Linked DNA regions of Mus musculus: all the other regions are linked to region 3. Evidence: chromatin contacts called from public ChIA-PET and promoter capture Hi-C data. All regions are on one chromosome and are shown on one strand. Each heading gives the region's core, a stretch centred on a gene start, on an enhancer-like site or on the middle of the called end of the contact. The rest is flanking DNA. Distances are from core to core; before and after follow the strand shown.

The links. Promoter capture Hi-C pulls out the DNA fragments that hold promoters and counts their contacts. ChIA-PET counts read pairs in DNA pulled down with a chosen protein or histone mark.
Region 1: a contact with region 3 is called in an RNA polymerase II ChIA-PET map of memory CD8 T cells, with 11 read pairs. The contact joins the promoter of Ndrg3 here to the promoter of Cnbd2 in region 3. A contact is called at or near these places in 2 of 484 Hi-C or Micro-C datasets (B cells and cerebellum) and 3 of 115 datasets of contacts at active chromatin or transcription factors (memory CD8 T cells, pancreatic cancer cells and thymic regulatory T cells).
Region 2: a promoter capture Hi-C map of pre-B cells shows a contact between it and region 3, with 6 times the contacts expected there. The contact joins the promoter of Trpc4ap here to the promoter of Cnbd2 in region 3. A contact is called at or near these places in 9 of 39 promoter capture datasets (the 3T3-L1 cell line, the HPC-7 cell line, cranial neural crest and 5 more), 1 of 484 Hi-C or Micro-C datasets (CD4 T cells) and 2 of 115 datasets of contacts at active chromatin or transcription factors (bone marrow-derived macrophages and memory CD8 T cells).
Region 4: a contact with region 3 is called in an RNA polymerase II ChIA-PET map of effector CD8 T cells, with 8 read pairs. The contact joins the promoter of Tgif2 here to the promoter of Cnbd2 in region 3. A contact is called at or near these places in 8 of 39 promoter capture datasets (the 3T3-L1 cell line, 3T3-L1-derived adipocytes, the HPC-7 cell line and 4 more), 1 of 484 Hi-C or Micro-C datasets (embryonic stem cells), 2 of 115 datasets of contacts at active chromatin or transcription factors (effector CD8 T cells and memory CD8 T cells) and 1 of 9 other capture datasets (pancreatic islet).
Region 5: a promoter capture Hi-C map of the SN4741 cell line shows a contact between it and region 3, with 3 times the contacts expected there. The contact joins the promoter of Acss2os here to the promoter of Cnbd2 in region 3. A contact is called at or near these places in 8 of 39 promoter capture datasets (the C10 cell line, the SN4741 cell line, cranial neural crest and 4 more) and 3 of 115 datasets of contacts at active chromatin or transcription factors (large pre-B cells, memory CD8 T cells and thymic regulatory T cells).

Annotation. Positions count from the first base shown.
Region 1 is chr2:156,990,810-156,993,509 of GRCm38.p6, reverse strand. It overlaps Ndrg3 (N-myc downstream regulated gene 3), which reads left to right and starts at 1,399. Exons shown (of 16, transcript NM_013865.2): 1 at 1,399-1,511.
Region 2 is chr2:155,690,940-155,693,639 of GRCm38.p6, reverse strand. It overlaps Trpc4ap (transient receptor potential cation channel, subfamily C, member 4 associated protein), which reads left to right and starts at 1,256. Exons shown (of 19, transcript NM_001163452.1): 1 at 1,256-1,501. The coding sequence starts at 1,334.
Region 3 is chr2:156,311,201-156,313,900 of GRCm38.p6, reverse strand. It overlaps Cnbd2 (cyclic nucleotide binding domain containing 2), which reads right to left and starts at 1,428. Exons shown (of 13, transcript NM_027585.2): 1 at 1,102-1,428. The coding sequence starts at 1,368. Scand1 (SCAN domain-containing 1) reads left to right here and starts at 1,197. Exons shown (of 2, transcript NM_020255.3): 1 at 1,197-1,399; 2 at 1,499-2,055. The coding sequence starts at 1,553. The coding sequence ends at 1,981.
Region 4 is chr2:156,838,641-156,841,340 of GRCm38.p6, reverse strand. It overlaps Tgif2 (TGFB-induced factor homeobox 2), which reads right to left and starts at 1,334. Exons shown (of 3, transcript NM_173396.3): 1 at 1,103-1,334. It overlaps LOC115486128, which reads left to right and starts at 93. Exons shown (of 5, transcript XM_030252280.1): 1 at 93-159; 2 at 342-1,625. The coding sequence starts at 93.
Region 5 is chr2:155,555,632-155,558,331 of GRCm38.p6, reverse strand. It overlaps Acss2os (acyl-CoA synthetase short-chain family member 2, opposite strand), which reads left to right and starts at 1,402. Exons shown (of 4, transcript NR_040613.1): 1 at 1,402-1,533. It overlaps Acss2 (acyl-CoA synthetase short-chain family member 2), which reads right to left. Exons shown (of 18, transcript NM_019811.3): 8 at 2,341-2,478; 9 at 1,829-1,999; 10 at 1,421-1,554; 11 at 1,103-1,235; 12 at 966-1,022; 13 at 703-783.

The DNA of each region.
Region 1 (2,700 bases), core at 150-2,649, 680 kb before region 3:
GCTTTGTTAACAGTTAAATATAAATCATGTGGGGGCTGGTGAGATGGCTCAGTGGGTAAGAGCACCCGACTGCTCTTCCGAAGGTCCAGAGTTCAAATCCCAGCAACCACATGGTGGCTCACAACCATCTGTAACGAGATCTGACGCCCTCTTCTGGTGTGTCTGAAGACAGCTACAGTGTACTTACATGTAATAAATAAATCTTAAAAAAAAAAAAATATAAATCATGTAATAAAATGCCTTCAATACTAGTTTTGCCTTCATTCAGATTGGCTTGGGCCTGGCCTGGGTTTGTTTAATTTTACCCTTCTAGGTAGACAGTTCACTGAAGGAAGATGGCAGAAACTGATAATAGGCCAACCTACCTAATGCTACAACCCTTTAATAACATAAGTTGCTCATGTTGAGGTGAGCCCCAGACACACAATTATCTGTTGTTCCTTTATAACTAATTTGCTAGTGTTATGAATCAAATATAAATATCTGATATGTAAGCCCTGTGAAAGAGTCAGCTCCCAAAGGTATGGTGACCCTTGTGCCATAGAGGAGTGCTGTTTCCCAGCTTCTCTCATGGCTTGTTCAGCTTGCTTTGTTATCCCCTCCAGGGCCACCTACCCATAGTAGGCTGGGTGCTCCCATTATCAGTCATTACTAAGAAAATACACTACACAGTCCAATTTACTAGGGGCCTTTTCTCAACTGAGATTCTCTTCCCAAATTACTTTATTTCAAATTGACATAAAAGTTGCCAGCACATGCAGGCAACGTTTTGATTCTAGTCTGGAGAGATGACTTAGTGTTTAGATGTGCACTGTTCGTAGAGAGGACTGGAATTCATGTCTGTAATCTCCCATTTCAACATTCTGCAGCTGTCTTTAGTAGGAATCTGCTACATTTATATGAACATCACTGCCCTGCACAGATGCTCGTATATGCACAATTAACAATGAAAATCTTTAATTGTTGAGTCAATAATATGTTCAGTCGTTTTTTGTTTGTTTTGTGTGAAGTAACCAACTCTCTTGTTCTACTCAAGAAGGAAATAATATGGCTGCCATTTGTAAAAGATGGAAGAGGACTAGGAATTTGATTCCTGGAAATCGAATCCCTGAGGCTCAGGAGTGCCAGATGATCTTGAGTGTAGCTTTAAACCTTGTTAAAACAAGTATGTCATGGCCCATAAGAGCTTACTAATAATTCAACCATGAGGGAGAGGTAGGTGTGCAGAGAAAACATTTCACATCCCCTCCTGGCAGTTCTGAGCAACAGCCTCCGGGACACCGCAAGAAGAAAAACTACAGCCAAGATGGCGCTGCTAGAGACTCTGTAGGCCTGACCACCATTTTGTCTGTAGTTCCTAGCGTAAGCAGGCGCGTTGCGCATGCGTAAACCCCCGGCATCCTCAGCGCGCCTGCGCTGCGCAGCGCCCCCCCTCCTTGCTGCTGCTGCTGCTGCTGCTGCTGCTGCTGCCGCTGCTGCTGTAGATTGACGGCCCCGCGCTAGCGCTTCAGGTGAGTGAGCGCCTCTACCACAGCGGGCGGAGGGCGCGCCGCGCGGTACGCCCGCCCGGGTGTCGCTCCTCTGTGCGCTGCGGACCGATGGCCACGCGACCAGCCCCGGGTCCTCGCGGTCGGCCTTCTCTGAGCCCCCCGAGCCTATCGCGTTCAGCCCGGCCTCCCGCGCCCCTGCCGGTACCTAGTCGGCGGAGGGCAGCGTGTGACCTGTTGGGGTCCGGCGTCGCTACAGAGGTCTGCACCCTCCGTCGCTGGAACCCCCTGAGGCTGTCACCCGTTCTCCGCCTCTCACGGCGGAGCACGGAGCTCCTAGAGCTGAGCATCCACCTACCCCGTTGCCCCTCACAGCCCAGAGAGTTTTGACAGGGGCCTGGACTCGCCTTCTGTGGGTTTCTTCCCAAAGCCACAGAGGCACTCTTCTCTCCTGGGACCACAGGACCACGGTTTGTCTAAAGCCCACTTTGTAGCCAAAGAAACTGAGGCACGGAGAGGTGAAATGTCGCGTCCAAGGTCATGCAACTGACAAGTGACACGGCCAGCTCTCTTAACTCAGAGGCGGTGGGGCTTTCACAGCCAGAGCTGGTGGGGTTTGACCTTGTATCTTTAAATTTGGGGCGGTGGGGAATACACTTGTCATTTATCTAGAGTTGCTTTTAAAGGTCGTAAAAGTGGGCTACGAATAGAATTATCTTCTGGTCAGTACGGTGGAAATGCTGTTGTGATAACAATCGCGATGTTAACGTGAACTGGCTCCCTCCCAAATACTCGCTTTGTGCCAGGGATCTTGCTAAAGGTTTTATTAAGATCGGTTCACCTTTGTACCTCGCTGCTTCCCTATCCAGTGCTTTCTCCCTTCTTTTTCTCGAAGCCGTTTTTTCCCCCTGCAGAGCTCTCCTGCATGTCACAGGTAGACTTGGAGCCTCATGGCTTAAGCTGAGAGGCTCTCCCCTGTGGCTCCCTGGTAGAACACAGTAAGCCTCTCCTGCGTCAACCCCACTCCCCTCCCCCAGGGTGTCCCCCCCCCAGCCCCCCAAGGTATAATTAGCATTTCTTTTCTAGCTGTCAGGACTAGGCTGGCTGGGCTGGCTGGACTTGTGGAGGTGACAGAGCAGATTTAGCCAGTATCACCTCTTTTTGGGACTTTCTGGCTCTGCTCCAAAGCTGGTCTTGAGCATTTTCAGGCTTT
Region 2 (2,700 bases), core at 7-2,506, 620 kb after region 3:
GGAGAGGGAGAGGGAGAGGGAGAGGGAGAGGGAGAGGGAGAGAGAGATTGATTAGAGGGCAGTTTGGAGGAATTATTTTCTCCTTTCACCAACATGGGTTCATTGGACCCAACAACTTAGGTCGTCAGTTTTGGCAGCCAGTGCTTCTACCCACTGACTCATCTCTCCTTATCCTATTTTCTTTGTCTTAAACCAGGTCACCAGGCAGTGATCTGCTGGAGCGAGTGGGAGCCACACCTTGCAAGTAGCATGCAGATGTCAGTCACAGTCTAGTTTGCCTTGGCAGCGATCTCAAATGCCTGCTGTTGTTCCACTGCAAGTTACTTATTACATCATTTCACTTTTTAAGGACTTTTGGTTTGGGCAACAAATTATAGCCACCTTAGTTACAAGTAGCAAACTTCATGGCATCCTAATTTGGCACACTCAACTTATTTTTGTTACAAGATAGCCTCCTAGAAGAGAAAGTGGGGAGAGTCAGCACCACCCTGCTTCCGAGGTTTGTCGGAGCCAGTGAATTCAGTTCTACTTGCGGGGAAAATGAGGGCAATATTCTATTTGATAGGGGATACAGTTTGCCAAATAAATAACTACATTTGTTTGTGTGGATTAGCTGTGGTCCCCTGAAACCCTCGTCCCCTAACAGGGCCCTCTGCTGTTCTGCTTATCACCTCGCCCTCCACCTCACCTATATATTCAGTATGAGGAGTACAGCTGGTGCCTTTAGGAACTATTTTTTGACATCTATCTGTAAATGAAATATTTTTCGCCATTTTCTTCGAATAAGCAATAGCATTGATGGTCCTTTACGTCTCATTTACATAAAGCACATATTTGTTAATTGTAATAAAAATATTAGTTGACTAGTCTGGCTCCCAGGACCTAAATATTGAATGGACTGAGGGCTAGGGGTAATGTGTAGTGACTTGGCTAAAGTCAATTGTAAAAGGAAGGGGACACGTGTCAAGTGTCAACTCTGGCCTAGGGCCTAGAATTTTTCCCTGGACACTGGGCTTGCATCATTTCCAGCTAGCGAAAATTTTGAGAGCTTGTGCACATAGTGACTGGTTTTCCACTTGGAGCAACCTCGAAGAAATGCTGGAGGTATCCCACTCAGCAAACTGGAGGGCCAGGAAGAGCCACATCTCAGCTACCTGCTCCCCCTCGGTAAAGACTACAGTTCCCATAAGGCGTCGGGGCACGCACAGTCCCTGCCACGCGGCTTGCACCTCCGCGTCAGTCCACTAGGGGCGATGTAGAGAGTCCTCCGCCGCCCCGTAGAAATCGACACGGCTCCGGGACCGCTTGCTTCCTGTTTGTCGGACGAGGAGACATGGCGGCAGCGCCCGCAGCGGCTGGAGCTGGGGCCAGCCGGGGGAGGCGGTTGGCAGCTACCGCGGCGGCGTGGGGCGGCTGGGGAGGTCGACCGCGGCCGGGTAACATCCTGCTGCAGCTGCGGCAGGGCCAGCTCACCGGCCGAGGCCTGGTCCGGGCGGTGCAGGTACGAGGCCGGCCCGGAGGGGCGGGGCGGGGCGGGCCAGGCTGGAGCTGGCCAGGGGCCGGGGAAGAGGCCTTTCCAGGCCGCTGCGGACCGTCCAGATCCCCCTTGGCTGGCCGCGGCGCTGTCCTGTGTGCGGTCCGGACGCTGTCAGCCGCGTTGGGACGGAGGGCAGTGGCCAGCTTGGAGGCCTGCGGGTCTGGGCCGAGTGGAGTCGAGCTGCCTGGGGTATTGATGGCGCGTCTAAGCCCTGGGCCGAGTTTCTAGATCCTCATTTCCCTGCGCCACGTCTGCGTGTCTGGAGGACCTTGGCGAGTTGGCTTCATCTTCTACTGGTCTCGTGTTTGCCCCTTGTGAGCAGGACGGGGTCCTCTTCACTGCAGCGCCCCCCCGCCCCCAAACGGTTCCCAAGCTTATGATAAATGTCATCTTCCCAGAGGCCTCAACGTTCCTCCTCCTTTTCTAAAGTAGGCCCCCCGGTTGTTATTCTATCAGATCACCCAATTCGTTTTCTGATGCTCTATTTTCTTTGCCTGTAATTGCATATTTCTTTGTTGTCTGCCCTTTCACGCCTGTATCTCACATTAGGCTGAGCTCCAACGGGTGCAGAAGACTCTTTTACTAGCGTAGGGATACATGCTTTGGGGGAAGAACTTTAGTTCAAAGCCCTATTCTCTTTCTCCCTCGGGCAAGTTACCTTTCAGGGCCGTTGTTTACTCATTTAATTCACCCTTTAAGGCTATTGTCAAATTCAGAGGAGATAGATGTGTCAAGTGTTAGTGTATTTCAGGTGCATATAAGGGCTGAAGGGTAATCAGTTATTGTTCTGTTTAGTGTCTAGCTTATTAAGTGTAATGATTGATGTCCTATACATGTGGTGGTGTAGGGTGTGTGTCTGTGTGTTGCGGGGGAGGGGGGTGTATAGGGCACAACCTTAGAATAAATAGATGAGGATAGGTGACTCCTCTCACTTTTTCTTCTTTCTCCCAGGTGATCCCAGAACTTACTTTGAAAACATTAGCTTAATTTCAAGATAGCTTTGTATATAGTTTTGAGGACTACATAAGGAACCAAACAGTGTTGATGGGAGAGGGACGGGCAGGAATTAGGTGAGTGGATGAGAGAATGGGTGTGAGATTTTTCTATACACCGCTACATATTTAAAGTTAATTTTGATCCATTTGAATATTACTGAAAGAACT
Region 3 (2,700 bases), core at 179-2,678:
TTTTCCAGAGCTTGATTTACTCCACCTGACAACTGTGAGGCAGGCACTATTTATTGCTGGGGGTGTTAAAGCAAAGAAAAGATGTTTCCTGACACCTGATTCCGACACTCTAGACAGCAGCTAGTCAACAAAGATATACTATAAACTGTATGTGTAATTTAAAAATTTCAAAGTAGTTGTATTTTAAAAGTAAAAAGACACAGGTAAAATTTAATAATATAGTTTATTTGACCCCCATATATACAAAATTACATAACATACTCAAATATGTAATAAATACAAAATATTTTTCTTTTCCTACAGACACATGCGTAATTCTACATTTTAATACATCTCAATTTCGGGGTATTTACCTTTCAAAGATTCAGTAAATACAAGAAGCTAATGGCCACCATCTGGGACATCGTTAATTACAGTTTACTTATTAAACTTTTTTCAAAGATGTATTTACTTATTTTATGTATTCACCGCTGTTCTTTTCAGACACACCAGAAGAGGGCATCAGAGCCCATTGTAGATGTAAGCCACCATGTGGTTGCTGGGAATTGAACTCAGGACCTCTGGAAGAGGAGTCAGTGCTCTTAACTACTGAGCCATCTCTCCAGCCCCCCACTTATTAATCTTAAAGTTAAAGTAGTACCCACTGAATCTCTTTCTCTTGGTTTTCGAGGACAAGCAAAAACAATGACAAAGAAGCCCTGAGCACTTGTTTGGGGGCAGGAAAGTCTGAAGACTCTTGCCCAAATACTTTGTCCTTCTCAAAATAAAGTGAAATCAATTGCACCTATGCAGGCGACAGTATATGTGTGTGTGTGTGTGTGTGTGTGTGTGTGTGTGTGTGTGTGTGTGTGTGTGTTTAATGAGATTCTCAGCTCAATTTATAGCTCAGGAGGTGTCCTTTAGCTCTAGGATTACGGGCTTGAGAGATCTTTTTAAAAGTAATTGGAGCCCCTGTCCCGCTGTCCCACCCAGGGCATCCGCCCAAGCTCCGACAATCCCCTAGCCAACCATCACCCTCCTTTACCCAGGACTGTCAGCGCTACCCCCAGATCCTGCCTGGTCAAGTAGGGACCAGCATCTACCCTAGGAGGCGCAGGTCACCTGCACGCCAGGGCGGTCCTTCGGTTGGGGTGTCTCCGCCTTTATCTCCTTAATCGAGGCCGGACTCTCCTTGTCTTCCTCTGATCTGGAATCCGATCCCGACTCAGATTTCGACTCTGTCGTGTCCGACTTGTCCGCCGGCTCCAATGGGGACCTTGCAGTGCCGCCATCCTTAGTGTCAGTAGAGCTGATGTCTACGGACTTCCCCAGATCAAACTTCACGTGACTGGTAGAGGAGGCGGCTTCCGGATTCGCGGATCGGTTCATTTCCGGCCACCGAGGAGCTTCGCGGGTCGAGGTAAGCTGGGCTTGCCCGCAGCCTGTCCTGAGTCCGCGTCCCGCTGGGGTGCCCGGGCCCTGCCCTTCAGCGGCCCTCTGTTACCTCCTTCCGGTGCAGACGCAGGCGAGGCGCCGGACTGCGAAACAAAGGGGGACGCCAACAGCCGTAGTCATGGCGGCGCCGCAGCCCAGCCAGGACCCCCAAAGCCCCGCGGCGCCTCCCGAGCAGCAGGAAGGAGCCGGCGACTGTGCGGCCCCGTCGCCCGATTCCGGGAGCTCCCCGGCCCCGGAGCTCCCCGGCGCGCCCGCAGCTTTGAACACGGCGCCCTACGCTGACGCCGCCCTGCGGCCCGGAGCCTCTCGGCCCGGCCCCGAGACCTTTCGCCAGCGCTTCCGGCAGTTTCGCTACCAGGACGCGGCCGGGCCCCGGGAAGCCTTCCGGCAGCTGCGGGAGCTGTCCCGCCAGTGGCTGCGGCCGGACATCCGCACCAAGGAGCAGATCGTGGAGATGCTGGTGCAGGAGCAGCTGCAGGCCATTCTACCGGAGGCGGCCCGGGCTCGGCGGCTGCGGCGCCGCGCGGACGTGCGCATCACCGGCTGAGCGGCGGAGCCTGGGGCTCCCTGGACTGACACCCTACCCCTGAGTTAATAAAAGTTGAATTTTGACAGCTCCCATGTCTGCTGTGTCTTGCGTTCGTTCTTTATTTATTGGGTTTATTTTACGAACTTGTTGCCCACCTTTCCAGCTGATAGCTAGAGGATTCTGGGAACCTGTAAGATTAAGGCTTTTGATTAGCTATTCCTGGACCACTGCATTTGCGCGAAGCTGTGCCCTTAGGCAGGAAATCTACCTAGATCTAGACCACATTCAGTTTTTCTAAACCTGCATGAGTTTTGTTTTGCAAAAGGCCATGTTAATGAGGTTTCAGTTTTCTAGCCTTCTATTCTCCCCTCTGCCTCACACTATCTAGTATCCGAGCTTCAGCAGATGGCAGTACACAGCGGTTTCGAAGCTGAGCAGTAAAATAACTGGCCCTATTAAATGCTTTATTTAGTTGGTTGTTGTGACTCATACTTTAAACCTCAGCACTCAGGAAGCAGAGGCAGGAGGGTCTCTGAGGCCAGCCTGGTTTTTACATAGTGTGTTCCAGCCAGGGCTATGTAGACCCTCTCAAAAACAAACTCAAGCAACAGAACTGATATTGCCAAGGAAAGCGAACTCTCGTTTCACTTTATGCTTAAAGATCAGTAACTGGAATCAGTACAACTGGACAACAGTGTTTTCCCAGTAATCTTGTTGGAAATAGCCTCTTCTTCCAA
Region 4 (2,700 bases), core at 85-2,584, 530 kb before region 3:
CCCCGGGCCGCACACTGAGGCTGGAGTTCCCAGCAGTTCACACAAAGCGCGCAGCCTCCCCCGCGGCCCAGACGCAACGGAGCACATGGCTCATGGGGCGCCGACGAATCCGCCGGCGCTCAAGGCACCCTCACTCAACTGTCCCCCACCAGAGTCACGGTGCGAGCAACAGCTCCCCTGTCGGTCCGCCACCCGGCGCTTGGGGGTTGGGGGGGGGGGACGACTTTGCAAGGAAAAAAAAAAAACTCACGTGTCCATTTTGGGACAGGAAAAAGTTTAGTTCCCAGCCCGTTCCCTGGTACTCCGCGCAGGGTGACTCTTGGGGCGCGGGGCCGCCGGAGCGTGCGCGCTCGGCTTTGTGCTCCGAACTCGGCCCGGAGGGGGAGGGGAAAAGAGGGGGCTGGGCTCCAACCTCCGCGCCGCCCCCCCCCCCCAACTCTGCGCCTGGACTCCATGTTGGCCGCCCCCCCTACATCGGGGACGCGCACAGCCCCCGCAAGACGCTCGGCTGCCCTTCGCCTGGTCCCGGGGTCCCGGCGCGCACAAACTTTCTCCGCGTCGCCAGCCCCACGCGCCCCACAGCCTTGGCCCGCCTGGGAGTGACAGATGCCTCGGAGACAGACTTTCCTTTGTTCCAAAGGAAAGGGGAACTCGCGCGGGCTCCCAAGCCCTCTCCGTCGGAGCCCCGCCCGCGGCCCCCACCTCCAGCTGTCACTCGGCGGCCCCCGGTCCCGCTCTGTCGCCGTGCGGGAGGGGGGGGGGCTGCCGGCGGTTAGCAACGTGCACTTTTGAAACCAAACAAACCCGCTCCCCGCGCGCTCACCCCGCTGCAGGGCACCGGCTGCCCTCTCCCAGAGGAGCTTTGGGAGCTTTGGGAGCCGAGCCCTCCCTCAAGGACCCCGAACAGCGCCCCCCCCGCCAACCCCGGCATTCCGCGCCAGCGTTCCGCGGTCCCGACTCACACACACCCCCGGGGCTCACACACCCACTGTCGCACGCGCCGGGACGACGCCCCCTCCCCCGCCCCGTCGCCCCAAGAAACTTTCCAAGTTGTCCGCGCGCCTCCTCCCGCGTCTCCAGCCCCTCGGCGCCCCGCACTCACCTTCCCTGGCGGCTTTCCGGCCCACGCGGCCTCGGTGGGGTGTGGGACCACCCGGCCGGGGCGGGGGGCACCGGGGGAACGCGCCGCGTACCTGCCGGGTCTGACACCCGCCTGACAGCTCGCGGCTGGAAAGCACCTCGCGACCTGACGTCAGATCCCCTCTCCTCCCATCCCGCCTGCCGCACCCTCCCCCACCGCCCCGAGGCAGAAACAAACTTTGTGCAGAGCGTGGCCAGCTACGCCCACCCTCGGGGGCGGGCCCGCAGAGCCAGGGGGCTTCGCCCCGCCCACGCGTCGGAGGGGGCGGGCCCGCGGCACCTCCTTCCTGCGCCCACCCACCTTAGGAATGCCGCATGGCCGGGGCCCGGGGCGGAGCGGTGGGACCAGGGCTCCCGGAGTCAGCTCCAGGGCAGGAAGTGGCCCGCTCCTCCTTTCAGAGAGTGTTTCCGGAGCGCCTACTGTGTGCTCCTCCATGGGGGTGGGGGCACTACCAGGCACAAAGGGTGCCAGTCCCCGTACCTTTGTAAGTTCGCCTCCTCCTCTGGGAGCTTGCCCTTGTGGGGATGGGGAAACTGAGGCTCAGTCGGCTCAGAGTAACTCCCAGGTGCTAAAGGACCAGTTGTTTTGTCCGCTCATAAGGCAAACGGCGCGGCGAAGACCACTTGGGATAAAACCCCAAGCCTAGCGCAGATGGTCGGCCAGGGGTGAGTACAGGCTGCACCCCAGGAGCGTGAGTGAGGCAGGCACCGTGTCGCAATTTGGAGGTGGCCGCATTTACTCGCTGGTCCCTGCCTTACCACGTGTGCCAGTGTCCTTTGGCCAGGTGGGTCTGATGATAGAGCCGAGCCTTTCCCTTGGTGGCTAACCCCAGTTGGAGAGGGTGAGGCTAGGCGCTTCCAGCGGTCCAGGCTAGGGTCATTTTACCTCAAGTTTTCCTTGCGTCCAAGTTCCCTGACTGTTTGTCTGTCTCTTGCTATCTGCATAAGTGTGGCATAGCCTAACTCCAGCTAACAGGCCTTTTCTGGGTTTGTGATCATATAGGCCCAGAAACCTGAGACCCACGTGCCAGAACCAACAGCATCCGAACAGTCTTCCCTGATTGTTATTTTTTTTAATGCTGTTATCTTCTAATCATTTTACTGTTGAGTTTGGGTCTTGGGTCAGACTTAAGAGTGGCGCACCTGCTGCAGCTAAGTGACAGAGACAACAGCTGTCATTGCTGCAGCAGACTCAAGCTTTTGTTTTTCGTTGTACTGTAGTCACAAAAACTTTGGCAACCAAAGTTAAGTTTTCCTACCAGAAGGCCCTAAGCCAGTCAGGATGCCGATTAAAAGCATCTTAAGGTGGGTTTCATAGAAGCCGGACTTGCCTGGAAATCCTTGAAACCAAGATGGCCATCCAAAATCAAAAACATTGCCCAGAACCCTCTTTTTTACTGATGGTGACACCAAGTCTCAGAGAGTTGGTCACAAGCAATTTCTTAGCCAAGTCATATTCCAGCCACAGACCTTTGAAAGAATGAAGGAGATGGGAAATCTTAGGTAAGAAAAGTAAAAACCAATTAGGTCTTGGCAAAAAGCAGGGACTGTCATATAGGT
Region 5 (2,700 bases), core at 153-2,652, 760 kb after region 3:
AATTGTCTAGCACAGTGTTCTGTGAGTAACAAATATCTAGAAAATTTGAGTTTCTTTTGGGTAATTAGGAAAGCAGGTTCAATTAGGTACAAACAAATCATATAAAATGGAAGCTATATTAGTGAATAAATAATTTCTAATCAAAAGAATTCTGTGCCAGCAGAATTCTAGATTGAGTTAGAAAGCTTAGATTCCTGCCTTTGTTACTAATGTGATTTTGGAAAAGGGAAATGAGATTGAGATCTGACAGGTACTAGCCACAAAGACAGCAGCAGCTAACATTTAAGAACACTAACTATGCAGTTCCAGACTAACCCTTTTGTATGGATTATCTAATTTAATAAAATGTAGGAGATAAAAGTACTATTTTTTAAAGACTTAAATTACATTCAAAGACAATAGGTAACAGCTTATCTGAAGTCACAGAAAATCAGGGTCTGAATACAGGCAGGCTGACTCCAGAGCCTACATGATTAGTCTTTAAGGTACAAAGACTCTTTTTTCTAAAAATGGACATCAAGGGAAGGATTAAGACTAAGTTCTCCTGACTCCAAAAATTTATCATCACGAATCTTGGGTGTTTCTCAGCAGAGGACAAACTCTCAACAGTATTAGCAACTACCAGGGAAGATAAGGTTATAAACTCTAAAACAAAGTATCCTTAGCAGATGCTTTCTTCTCCCAAAGATGCCAGATTCTCACCAGATAACCTTCAGCTTCCCCTTCCAGCTCCTCCCCGGACTCATTCAGGATTGCAGGCGCTACACCGAAGAATGGGAAAGACTGAAAGCAAATGAGAGGCGCAATCCAAGAAGGAAAAATGAGGCAACTCTGTCTCAGCTTCACACAGAGCCCCAGAGCCCCAAATTCCTCCCAGCTCTCAGGCCAGAACCCTACTCTAATAGGCTAACACCCCCACATCCTATCCCTGCCAAGCCTAGGACCAGAAGAAGCACTTTACTCACAGCAGAACCAGGTTTCATGGGTGTGGCGCCAGGGAGAGGGGTCAGCATATGGCCACCCTGTGGAAGTCAGAGGTCAGGAATTGAATCTCTTTTCCTACACTGTCCCTAATCCCTAGCCTCCTGAATCCCTTACTCACTGTTTCTGTTTGCCAGAAGGTGTCTACAATGGGGCAGCGCTGGGAACCTACTACCCGGTGGTACCATAGCCAGGCTTCAGGGTTGATGGGTTCACCTACTGTGCCCAGCACCTGCAGGGATGCCCGGCTATGCCTTGAGCAGGAGAGTGGAAGAGAGGAAAATTCTGAGAACCACTAGGAGCCAAAATGCACATGCAGTCAGAGTTCCTTTGCCCCTCCCCTATCCCAGGAAGTTGGGACAATAGAAGAAAACATCACAAAGGACCGTGCTCAGCTCTGAAGGACACCTATGGGACAACAGATGGGGAAGGGTCTTACTTGGTGACAGGATCATCTCCAAACTTCATGAGCATCCGGATGGCTGTTGGTGCCGTGTAGAACTTGGTCACCTTGTATTTGTCCACAATGCTCCACAAGCGCCCTTCATCTGGGTATGTGGGGATCCCCTCAAACTGACCCGAATGAGATCTGGTTATTTTGGGCTCTTCCCAATAGTCTTTCCATTCCCTACCACTCCCTCACGTTCAGGATTCACCCTTTATGACCAACTGTATCTTTACCCTCTGACCACACAAGTCAAGAAACATCGTAGTAGGATACACAACCCCTCAAAATTCCTCTTTCTCCAGGAAGTGGGTTCCTGTATAAGTTTCCCTTCTTTAGACTAAGAAGCTTTGGGAAATGGTCACCCAGGAGAATTTTGTCTATGCCCAGCTCCCATCTCACCAAAACACTAGTGGCACCATTAGCCAGTGGCCCATAGGTGACATAGGAATGACCAGTGATCCAGCCGATGTCTGCTGTGCACCAGAACACATCTTCCGGGTGGAAATCAAACACATACTTGAAAGTTGTAGCCACATAGAGCATATAGCCTCCAATTGTGTGCACCACACCCTGTGGGGAGAATGGGGCCTCAGGCTGGGGTTGTGTGTCCTCCTCTACTGACCAACAAATAGAGCCTGCACAGAGCTGGAAAAAGATCCTTCTTAAAGATTTTAATTTTTCCAATGCCCTTTCACAGCATCTGTCTCGCTTCAATCTCCTTTACCACACCCTGATGTCACATAAGTATACTGAGCACTCACATTCTTAGGTTGTGTATCTGAGTCACCCATTATCACTCGAATTCCCAGTACTCATTCTACTGTTTCTGTTGGTCACTCCAAGCTTCCTTGGAGACTCGCTTCTCACCTTTACATACACACATGCACACACACACACACACACACACTTGCCTTAGGTTTGCCTGTGGAGCCACTGGTGTACAAGATGAAGAGTGGGTCCTCAGCATCACACCACTCAGGCTCACACTCGTCTCCTGCCTGCTGCATGAGTTCATGCCACCATAAGTCAACCCCTTCGTTCCAGCAGATCTGGGGGAAGACAGGAATGGGCAGGGAAGAACTGTGAGGCAGGGACAGCCTACCTGGTACCTGGAGGTTAAGGCCCTACATGTAGGGGTAAAGGAAAGGGAGGGGCCTTCATGGGTACAATGGGGCAGAGAGAACTGATCACTCTGCCATTCTCGCTCTTCCTCTACCCCAGACTCCTGCTTACCTGGCTTACTCTGAAGAATGCCACTTTCTGGCTCCTTC